2 separate regions of the Mus musculus genome follow, and region 1 is linked to region 2. The links are chromatin contacts, called in public HiChIP or PLAC-seq maps. All regions are on one chromosome and are shown on one strand. The core of a region is the stretch at or near the end of the contact, and the rest is flanking DNA. Distances in the headings are between cores, read along the strand shown.

What was found. HiChIP or PLAC-seq counts read pairs in DNA pulled down with a chosen protein or histone mark.
Region 1: a contact with region 2 is called in an HNF4G HiChIP or PLAC-seq map of pancreatic cancer cells. The contact joins the promoter of Snhg12 here to the promoter of Tmem200b in region 2. A contact is called at or near these places in 2 of 115 datasets of contacts at active chromatin or transcription factors (memory CD8 T cells and pancreatic cancer cells) and 1 of 9 other capture datasets (liver).

What each region holds. Positions count from the first base shown.
Region 1 is chr4:132,306,477-132,311,708 of GRCm38.p6, forward strand. It overlaps Snhg12 (small nucleolar RNA host gene 12), which reads left to right and starts at 2,202. Exons shown (of 5, transcript NR_029468.1): 1 at 2,202-2,431; 2 at 3,362-3,427; 3 at 3,675-3,739; 4 at 3,975-4,028; 5 at 4,358-4,548. It overlaps Snora16a (small nucleolar RNA, H/ACA box 16A), which reads left to right and starts at 2,989; the gene lies at 2,989-3,124. Snora44 (small nucleolar RNA, H/ACA box 44) reads left to right here and starts at 3,477; the gene lies at 3,477-3,593. Snora61 (small nucleolar RNA, H/ACA box 61) reads left to right here and starts at 3,831; the gene lies at 3,831-3,892. It also overlaps Snord99.
Region 2 is chr4:131,919,230-131,924,686 of GRCm38.p6, forward strand. It overlaps Tmem200b (transmembrane protein 200B), which reads left to right and starts at 2,542. Exons shown (of 1, transcript NM_001201367.1): 1 at 2,542-3,911. The coding sequence starts at 2,542. The coding sequence ends at 3,396. Epb41 (erythrocyte membrane protein band 4.1) reads right to left here. Exons shown (of 21, transcript NM_183428.3): 21 at 4,200-5,457. Gm12992 (predicted gene 12992) reads right to left here and starts at 800. Exons shown (of 5, transcript NR_102393.1): 1 at 539-800.

The DNA.
Region 1 (5,232 bases), core at 952-3,451, 390 kb after region 2:
GAGCCACCATGTGGTTGCTGGGATTTGAACTCCTGACCTTCGGAAGAGCAGTCGGGTGCTCTTACCCGCTGAGCCATCTCACCAGCCCGAGAAACCAAGTCTTAAACAAAAGCAAGGAAAGGGCTGGAGAGATGGCTCAGCGGTTAAGAGTAATGACTGCTCTTCCAAAGGTCCTGAGTTCAAGTCTCAGCAACCACATGGCGACTCACAACCATCCGTAATGAGATCTGACGCCCCCGTTTGGTGTGTCTGAAGACAGCTACAGTGTACTTACATGTAATAATTAAATCTTTGGGCCAGAGCCAGCAGGGCTGGAGGGAGTGGACCGGAGTGAGCAGAAGTCCTGAGTTCAATTCCCAGCAACCACATGAAGGCTCACAACCATCTGTACAGCTACAGTGTACTCATATATATATAATAAATAAATAAAATCCTTTTTAAAAAAGGCAAGGCAAGGCAGTATGGTGCATGTCTTTAATCCAAGCACTCAGGAGGAAGAGGCAGTTCAAGGCCAGCGTGGTCTGTATAGTGAAACCCTGTCTCAAAAAAACAAGCTCCCTAAACTACCACTCCCAGCTTGCTGGGGGAGGGGAGAAGGGGTGGTAGGATCCAAATTGTGGTCTTCATGTTTGCACAGCAAATGCTTTTAACCTCTGAGGCACCTCTCCAGCCTGAAACCTATTTTTTCTTAAATTAAAAAAAAAAAAAAAGATTTATTTATTTATTTATTTATTTATTTATTTATTTTATGAGTACATTGTAGTTGTCTTTAGACACATTGCAGATGGTTGTGAGGCACCATGTGGTTGCTGGGAACTGAACTCAGGACCTTTGTAAGAGCAGTCAGTGCTCTTAACTGCTGAGCCATCTCTCCTGCCTGGAAACCTATTTTTTCAGGTGTATGTAGGAGCTAAGGGGAATAGCTTGGGAGCAGCATGTGGTAAGTCCAGTGACACCCTTCCTAACATTGGGGAAGGAAAGAAATTGGACCTGGAAGGATGCTTGTAATTCCAGCTACTTGAGAGGCTGAGGTCTGCCTGGACAAACTAGTGAGATGCTGTGTAAAATAAAAACAAAAAATAAAAAAAAAAAGAAAATGTTACCGGGTGTGGTGGTGCATGGCTTTAATCCCAGCACCCGGGAGGCAGAGGCAGGAGGATTTCTGAGTTTGAGGCCAGCCTGGCCTACAAAGTGAGTTCCAGGACAGCTAGAGCTCTACAGAGAAACCCTGTGTTGTAAAACCAAAACCAAACCAAAACAAAACAAAAAAAGAAAAGAAAATGTCACCTCTCTACTTTAAACTGTAGACGTGATACAACCTGCTAGCCATCCCCCCGGACCCCCGACCGTGACTTTCCTGTCATGAAGGACTGCAATCTGGAATTATAAGCCAAATAAACTATATTCCCCTATCAAAGAAAATAAAATAGAAAAAAAAAAAAAAAAGGTGGGCTGGAGAGATGGCTCAGCAGTTAAGAGCACTGGCTGCTTTTCCAAAGGTCCTGAGTTCAAATCCCAGCAACCACATGGTGGCTCATAACCACCTGTAATTGGATCTAATGCCCTCTTCTGGTGTGTCTGAAGACAGTGACAGTGTACTCATATATACATCAAATAAATAAATAAATCTTTGAAAAGAAAAGAAAAAAAGAAGAACAAAATTTTGGTTTTTTGAGACAGGGTTTCTCTGGGTAGCCCTGGCTGTCCTGGACCTCACTTTGTAGAACAGGCTGGCCTCGAACTCAGAAATCTGCCTGCCTCTGCCTCCCGAGTGTTGGGATTAAATGCGTGCGCCCCCACGCCTGGCTTCTGAGGGTCATTCTTTAAGAAGATCTGCCAGCATGCTGTTACCCTCTAGGCCATCCCGGGATGCTCCGGGGGAAAACTCCATTTTTTTTTTTCTTCTCTTTTTTTAATTTGCAAAATCTCTTTATTAAGCACATCCAAATGTGGAAAACCCTTTCTAAGATCGGTGTAATTCAAAGTCGCCCGGGAACTTAATCCATAGTGATGGCAGTTGGTCAGAGATTTGAGTTGAGCGCTCTGGCCTGGGTCGAAACCACTATCAGGGCCAGACAAGGAGCAGGAACCCGGCTTTGCTAAGAACTACATTTCCCAGAGGCGCCGTGCGTCAGGTGGATGACGCAGACTCAGTAGAGGGCGCGAGAGTATATAATCCTGGTGCAGGCCGTTCTCAGTCCTTTCTCGCTTCATCCGCGGTCCCTGTCTGTTTTCGTTATGGCGCCTTGTACTTCTACCCAACGTTGCCCGCCCCCCATCTTCCCAGCCCACCAGCTCCGTCCGCCTCTCCGGATGATTCGTGAGATACCGAGCCTGCCGGGAAGGGACCGGATTTTTCCGTCTGGTCCAAGGAAGCACGGGTTATGGCCACATGCGCAGTGATAACTCAGGGCCCCACGCCTTTTGACCCGTGAGTGTTGTAGGCTTGGGGGTGACGGGATCTGGTAAGAGCATTTGTGCCTTTACTGGATTACGTGCTTGGGTGCAGTAACCTTATTAGGATGACGCCAATGGAAGGGCCTGTGACCATTACCTCCGAGCGACCTTTTTGTGATTAACCTCGCTCCTATGTTGGGTGGAATTTGGGTCCTACCACGTGCTAGGCGATCGCTATGTCAACCATAGTATTAAAGCCTTAAAAAAAAAAAAGTCAGGATAATGGGCCCTACAGAGTTGGGCAAGGATTATACAACCTCGGCTTTCTCGCTTTCTGATTGCAAAAAGCCGCCATTTTATTCAGCTAAACCTGATGTCCACAGCGCGTTAAAAAGCGTTTGTAGGCGGTAGGGTCATTAATTTGAGACTGCTTTGGGTTATAGTCAGGAACCTATCCCAATGTCTAAAGCTTCACGTATTGAACTAGGAGCCATCGGAGCCCACAGGATTGCCTTTTCAGGCGTCTCTCTAGTAGGCAGTGGTGAGGCATGTGGCTTGTGGGTTTGAGGTCTAGCAATTGCTATCGCTGTCTGTGGCCCTTATCGAAGCTGCAGCAGCTTCTACATAGCTGCTGTGGTCAAAAAGGTGGCCCAGAGAAAGAATTTTCCTTGACGGTCGCAGTTCTGTTTCCTGTAACTGATCTGCAACATTGTGGAAAATGACAGCTTCACCTTACTATTTCTCTGGAGTATGTAGCAATCTTTAGGCTTTTATTCCTGGGGGGGGTGGGAGGGGATAGGAGGTAGACCGGTGAGTGAGCTCAATCTGATTTACAATTCAGGCCTGTATTGATCATCTATTGGTAAATAAACAATGCCTTGGTCACTGTCACAGTCCCTATAAGGTAATGACTGGGAATATGGAACAAGATTATTGTGGCTAATTCTGTTGCCATTCATCTTAGCTGTTGATGAAGATTGTGAGGAGGGAGACCAGAAGATAATGGACAACGATACAGCAGAAGGGTCTGGTAAGCTCCGTTTAGTTGCACTACCCGGGGAGACCTGAGGCATGTTTCCAAGGGCTGTGGCTGCCTGTAGCCATGGGATCTCCAACTGCATGCCAGAGTAATGGAGAGACTTTGACAGCTCAGGTCAGCACAGTGCCTGCAGCTGCCACTCATCTTTCCTATATATGTATATCAGGCCTCAAGTTGAGCGCCCTCTACCTGTGAGGCTATTGTTCTGTGGTATTTACAACAAATGTTTCTTCTGCAGGTTACACTTGAGCTTATTTCTTGGAAGAGTCTGAGAAGACGGCCTGTCAGGCTCCTAACACTAAGGTAATTGCTGGCTAAGACAGCCTGACCCTCCGGTTTCCCTTTCCCATCGGATCTTGACGCTGGTCTTGGTGGTCGTTAAGGAGGAAGAGCACCCTGAAGCTGGCCTCACAGCGATGCAGTCTGCTGTAGAGCAGCAGGCCAGACTCAGACATGCCTGGGCTTTGAAGTGGGAAAACTTGAGAACTGATCAGTATTGCTGAGTAATGGCTTACTTTCATGGTTTTTTTTTTTTAAGGGCCATGTAACCAGTGAAGCAGCCATTATATATGATTTGGTCTACACTTGTTGGGTAAGCTTAAGGATTGTTAACCCTTTTCCTAAGTAGTATAGCAGAAATTCAGGTTTGCATAGTGGCTAGCCATCTATAAGCCACCTCCATAATTTATGTCTGAACTAGTTAGCTGTTCACATCTGGGGCAAAGATGTGTGCCATGTTGGCTGGTATTTGTCAATTGAACATTGCATGAGTACAGACACTGGTCCATGATGAAACCCATTATCAGTGGACATCTATGGATGAGAAATGCGGATATGGGACTGAGACCAGTTCTTAGGAAAGCCTGAGTTGGGGAATGAGCCTGAAGGTGGAACTAACATAGACTTGCACTTCCTTTTCAGAAAAATTCCACAAGAGGATCTCCTGGAAGCTAGCAGAAGTTTTTGGCTTGTACATTGCCAGGCAGCCATTGGAATCGGAGCTGCAGTCAGATTAAGGCCAGCCTGGCCTACATTGAGAAACCTCATTTTGGGAAAGTGAAATACTTTGTCAATTAACATGCAGTTGGTTCAATAAAGACTTTTGGAAAGTGTCCTCTTTTTTATTTATTTATTTATTTATTATATGTAAGTACACTATAGCTGTCTTCAGACACTCCAGAAGAGGGAGTCAGATCTTGTTACAGATGGTTGTGAGCCACCATGTGGTTGCTGGGATTTGACTCAGGATCTCTAGAGCAGTCGGGTGCTCTTACCCACTGAGCCATCTCACCAGCCCTCTGTAACTGAATTTTAAGTGGCAGCTTGGTCTGCTGCATTGTGAGTTCTAGGGCTGCCATGTCCTACCATTGGCCAACCATTAGGTATTCTGGGGTTGGAGTTTTTTTTTTTTGATGAGCACACCAGGATCAGGCAGGCACGGGAAGCTGTTAAGGCCTGTTAACCTATGGTGGGCATTCTAATTAAAGCCACTAGTTGCTTAGCATTGACAGGCTAGAACTGCTAGGGTACTTAAAAAAATGTCATGTGACTCATCTGCTTGTAAAGTAACTTCTATGGCTTTTTTTTTTTTTTTTTTTTTTTTTTGGTTTTCCCAAGGCAGGCTTTCTCTGTGTAGTCCTGGCTGTCCTGGAACTCACTCTGGAGACCAAGCTGGTCTCTAGAAGATAAACCTATGCTATCTCTCCAGCCCTTTTTCTTTCTTTTTTTTTTTTGGTTTGGTTTTTTGAGACATCTCAGAAATCTGCCTGCCTCTGCCTCCCAAATGCTGGTATTAA
Region 2 (5,457 bases), core at 1,292-3,791:
CAGAGGACAGGCAGGCTGATGTCGAGCACTTTGCTCCAGGTGTTCAACATGTGTGCGAGCATTTCAGCTCTGAGAACACACTGTGGTGCTATTTGTTCTTATAAAGATAGGGAAACTGAGCCCTGGTGAGCTTAGGTGTGCTCTCCTCTCCCACCCATCTCCTTCCTTCCTCCTCCCGGGCCCAGGGTGGAGGAGAGGAGGGGGGTGAAGGAAGTCATAGGCCTCACGTATATATGTCTCTCTAGCATGGAGGGCCAGCTAGGGCACACATTCCCTTGAGCACAAGGCTCTAGAAAGGAGCAAGTCAGAACCAGCCTTGGGCCTCAGACCTCAATGCCGGCCAGCAACCCCCCCCCCCCCCAAACAGGTCAATCCCCAAGAGCATTGTCAGCTCAGCTGTGTGCAGAGGGGGCACGGGAGGGAAGACCTGGCCCAGGGCTCTGGAGGAGCACGAGGTGCAAAGGGGAATCCGTGTTCCTGAGAGAAAAGCCAGAAACTGGATAAGCCTTGGGGGCCAGAGTTCAGAGGGACTGGGGACCTAGGCAGCTTCAGCCACACGGGCCAGGTGAGAAGGTCTGGAGCATGCTCAAACCACACCGGCTCTGAAACCATTCGGACAGCACCAGGGAGCCAAAGAGGGTTTTCAGCAAGGGGCAGATGCACATTTGGGACGGTGCTCTGTGACGTTTGCAGACCAGTTGGCAGGGACAGGCGGCGGGCAGACTGCAGGGACTTTAAGAGATGGAGTTGCCCGAAGAGGACAGTGGCTACAGGAAAGAACCGGCTGGTTCTAGATGAAGAGGAGAGCTGGGGCCTAAGTGTGCTCTGGAGGTGAGTGTGGACCTCGCCAGTGGAGGTTTGGGTTCTGGGACCGATCAGGAGTCCCAGGCAGCTGAGAGTGAAGCTTGTGCCCTGGGCTTGTGGTCTCAGTTGTGGGAGGGACACCCGGAAGACAGGGGATCCACACACCCGCCCGGGCGGCGGGCGAGTGAGTAGGAAGTCAACACAGGCAGATGCCTCAGGCGTCAGCCCTGGAGAGCAGAGGGAACGGGAGGGCTCAGCGTCTGTGGGGCAGGGGTGCCTTCTCCAGATCCACTTGGGAGGCTCTGCGGCCGGGGGATGCCGGTCTCCGGGGCCAGAGGGGCGAGGGCCGCGCGCGCAGCCGGCTCTCATTAGTACGGGCCGCGGGCTAATCAATCCCAGGCGGGGGCTCCCGGGCCGAGTCCGCATCATGGAAACTGGCCGCGCGCCCGGCGGAGCGAGCGGGGCCGTCGGCGGGGCCGGCCGGGCGCCTCTCCGTCGAGGGCGCGGGCGGAGGCGGGTCGCGGGGTCCGGGGCGGGGCTCAGCCATCCCGCGCCCTTCCTGCAGCCGGCCCGGGGCGCAGCGGGGGTGCAGGGGTCCGGGCCGGGTCTGCAGGGCCTCGGGCCGGGGTCGCTCCGTGCTAGGCCCGGGACGGGCGCCGCTGCCGCTTCTCTCCGGGACACCGGGGACCGAGACCGGACGCCCGGACCCCGCTGCCCGCGGCCTCCCGGCGCCGGGACCAGGGCACAAGGCCTCCTGGAGCGGCTCCAGCGTGCGGCCCCGACCCCGGGGCGGTGCTGTTCTGGCCCGGACGCGGCCCACGGAGGCCTCGGGCGGAGGAGGCTGGAAAAGAGGCCAGGCGGCGGGAAAGGGGGATGATTCATCCCCGGGAGCCCGAATCGGAAACACCGCAATCTGGGAACAGCCTTGCCTGGGCCGGCGAGCGATCCAGGAGGAGAGTCCGTCCGGCGAGGACCTGCGTCCAGCACTGGCAGTCCCCTGCCTCCAGCCCCGGCTCTAGCCCGGCCGTGGGGGGAGGGGGAGGCCTCTTCTGGAGGAGTGGAGAAGAATCCTGGACAAAGTCCGCCGTTGCCTCCTCTGCTCTGACTGGCTGGTCTCGGCCAGAGCGGTTTTTCCCAGAGTCTAGCTCAAGTCTCTCCTGCTGCAGCTCCAGTGCCGGCTGAGGAAGTCTGCAAGGAGGGGGCGAGCAAGGAGAAGCCGGAGTCAGAGACACCTCCGCCGGCCCTCGCTGCGGTATGTAAAGCGCAGTAAGGGGGAGGTGGGGCGCGCGCGCGCGAGCCCCGCAGCCCCGGGCGATCCGAGTACCCCCTCCCCTGGTTACTTCGGGGCGGCCACGTGCGGGGGGTGGGGTCGAGCTCGGGAGGTACTTACCCCGGCCGCGATCGCAAGGGGGGCCCGCGCGGGTGGGCGGGCGGGCGGGCGAGCAGAGCGCGCGCAGGCTGCAGGAGCCCCGCAGCCCCGGCTGCACCCGAGCCCCGCAGCCCCCTCCCTGCGCACCGCCCGCGGGCCCGGCCAACGCTGGCTCCCAGCTCCGCTGCGGAAAACCCGAGCGGGGGCGGCTCCCTGCCTTGCGGCCCCGGGAAAATCCGGGGGTGGCCGCCAGGGATCTCCAAGCGGCCGGCCGAGGCGGCCCCGCGCATCCCTCCCCCGGAGCCCGGCCCGTCGGGTCAGTGTCTGCCTCTCTGCTCTTCCCCGCAGAGCGCCCGGACGACCGCGCGATGACGGCCGGGAGCCCCGGAGACGGCGGCGCGCGCAGGAGCCCCGAGGGCCGCGTTTCGCGCCTGGGCCGCCGCTTGGGCCGGCGGAGGCGGCCGCGCTCCCCGCCAGAGCCGCTGCGGGTGCGGGCTCGGCTGCGGCTGCGTTCGCCGTCGGGGGCGTTCGCGGCGCTGGGCGCGCTCGTGGTGCTGGTGGGCATGGGCATCGCCGTGGCCGGCTACTGGCCCGGCCGCGCCTCCCACACCCACGCCCCGAGGACCGGCCGCGCGCACGGGCCGCACGAGCGCCTGCGGCTGCTGGGACCGGTAATCATGGGCGTCGGCCTGTTCGTGTTCATCTGTGCCAACACATTGCTCTACGAGAACCGCGACCTGGAGACCCGGCGTCTCCGCCGGGGCATGCTGAGGGCTCAGGCGCTGCGGCCGCCCGACGGCCCAGGCTGGGACGCGCTGCTGCCCAGTCCCGCGCATGGGTCCCCGGGCGCCGTCGCGGAACCCGAAACTTGGGACCTGGCCCCGAGGAGGGGCCCCTCGCCCGTCCCGTCGGTGCGCAGCCTGCGCTCTGAACCTGCCAACCCTCGATCGGGGCTGCCTGCCCTGCTCCACAGCTACCCGTTGAAGGGCCCGGGGCTGCCACCACCCTGGGGTCCTCGGACTCAGACTGGACACGTGATCATCACGGTGCAGCCCTCTGGTTCCTGCATCGAGCACTCCAAGTCTCTGGACCTGGGCCTAGGGGAGCTTCTTCTGGGGGCGCCAGCAACTCGGGACTGTGCCCACCGAAGCTGGCCACGGCTGGACCGACTCAGTTTGGGGGGCTATGCCAAATTAGGCGGAGATTTGGGGGCCCGGGTCTGAGGTTCAAGGTATAACCTGCTGTGAGGCTACCAGTGTGGACCATGGGACTGGGACACCAGAAGTCCAGTGCCCAATAGCTGCTCCAGTCACCTCCGAGGCTAGGATGGATATTGTGGTGGCAGCAGCCGCCAAGGCTGCTGACCTGCATGTGTAGCAGTGCCAGCTGCACCGAACGAGCTCCAGGGGCATGTGTTAATGTGGACACCAGCATGATTCAGCCTCAGGAATTTCTTCAGCCCATGTGGCCTTAGCCCAGGACCGGCACCTGAAGGGCTGCAGGGTAGGCCAAGAGCACCGTGAGATGCACAGGGTTCCTTGGCAAACAACAGTGGTAGGTTGGGATGTCCCAGGCTGGGACAGGCTCCGTCTAAGTTGGTAGTCCTGGTGGAAATGGGACCACCGGGGGAAGGTGGGCGATGAGGTGGAATGAGACCCTCTGCAGCTGTCTGGGGCAGTGACCGCAACTCTAACTGCCACCACCTCAGGTCTGTTCTTCCTTCAGTCAAGTGGCTCTGTCCCGGCAGGGCTAACTACTGCCAAAGCCCTGACCCTGGGATCGGACTGCTCCCCTGGAGACAGGTCGGTCTGACCTGTGTGCAAAGCCTCCCCCAGCTGGCAGAGGCACCCTCCAGTTCTCAGCACTTCCTTCCCACTGCACCCTAGCCCAGTGTGGGTAGCTCACTGCACTCGGCGGCGGCGGCAGCTTCCCTTCCCAGGTATTAAATTAATTTTCCCATGCTTTTGTTAGAAGAGAACTTTAAAAGTGGATCAATCCTCACAGTCAGGCTTTTTTTTTTTTTTTTAAAGTTTATTGAAAAATGCCATACAAGAAGCAAGACCAAACACCTAAACACTACAGCCACATCTGTCACTACGAAAGGCGCAGACAGCAGGCCCAGTTACTGCCTATCTCACCTAGGGGGTTTTCGGTTGGACTCTGCCGGCATAGTTCCTATTTTGTCAAATGTAAACAACTACTTGATACGATTCATAATTTTTAAAAAATTTACAAAGCTCCTTCATTTTTGTCATGAAAATAATATATCTGAGAGAGATTTGTAAAAACAACCAGCCTAGGGCTGATATTTCCCATGAGCGAGCACTGGGGGTGCTGGCTAGGCCATAGCTACAGCTCCATTTCTCAGAATGGGCCAGGGCCCTCAGACCCCAGAATACATCCCCGGAATACATTGCTGGCCTGGGGGGAAGGGCCCCCGGAGTCAGCCTCCTTGGGAATATAGGGCTTGATTGTGGGTGGGTGGCAGAGATCTCATGTGGTTTGAAGGAAATCTACTTCTGAAGTAAAAATAAAACTGCAGTTGGGACTGTTACTGTGGTGTGCCTGAGTCACTTTGGGGAAAGTCCTGCCAAGTCTCTGACCCTGGAGATGGGACTCCCCTCCCCCTGCCCCTCAATCTTTCTACCTGGACAGAGCCTGTTCTTCACACACAACTGCAGAAAGAAAGAAAATCCAAACAATTACCATATCCCAGGATCTGTTGCCAGAGCCAGCAGAGGAGGGGGAGGAGGCTGGAGGGACATCAGAATTCTGGTCCAATTTCCAGACAGAGGCGGCAGCAGAGGGACAGAGTTCAGGTACCCCAGGTCTGAGGTCCTGATGGGGATGGCACGATGCCCAGTGGGCAGGCTCCTCCTGCTCCTCCTCTTCAGAGCTGGTGTAGCTTGAGCCCATGCTAATCCAACCCCTACAGCCCAGCCTTCTCTGGCTCAGTTCCAGTCTGCAATTCACTTCTGAGAATGGAACCCAAGCCCATTTCTCTCCCACCTGGGCTCCCCCTCTGTAAAGCAAACTGCCACTGGTAACAGTATCACTAAAAGAAAATGCACACTCAAAACCAGTCAAAGGTGCTGAATTTGTATAGAGCATTCAGCAGGGGAGGCCGGAGGCTGCCGTGGCTTCCCACTTTGCTCTTGCTTACTCCCCTTCAGCCCCCAGCCACGGCTGACAGTGAGCCTCTGTCAAGCCTCATGAAGCTCATTCCAGCCTAGAATTAGGATTCTACTAATCTTCCAGGCAGATGTTTGTAGGAAGTTAGCTGG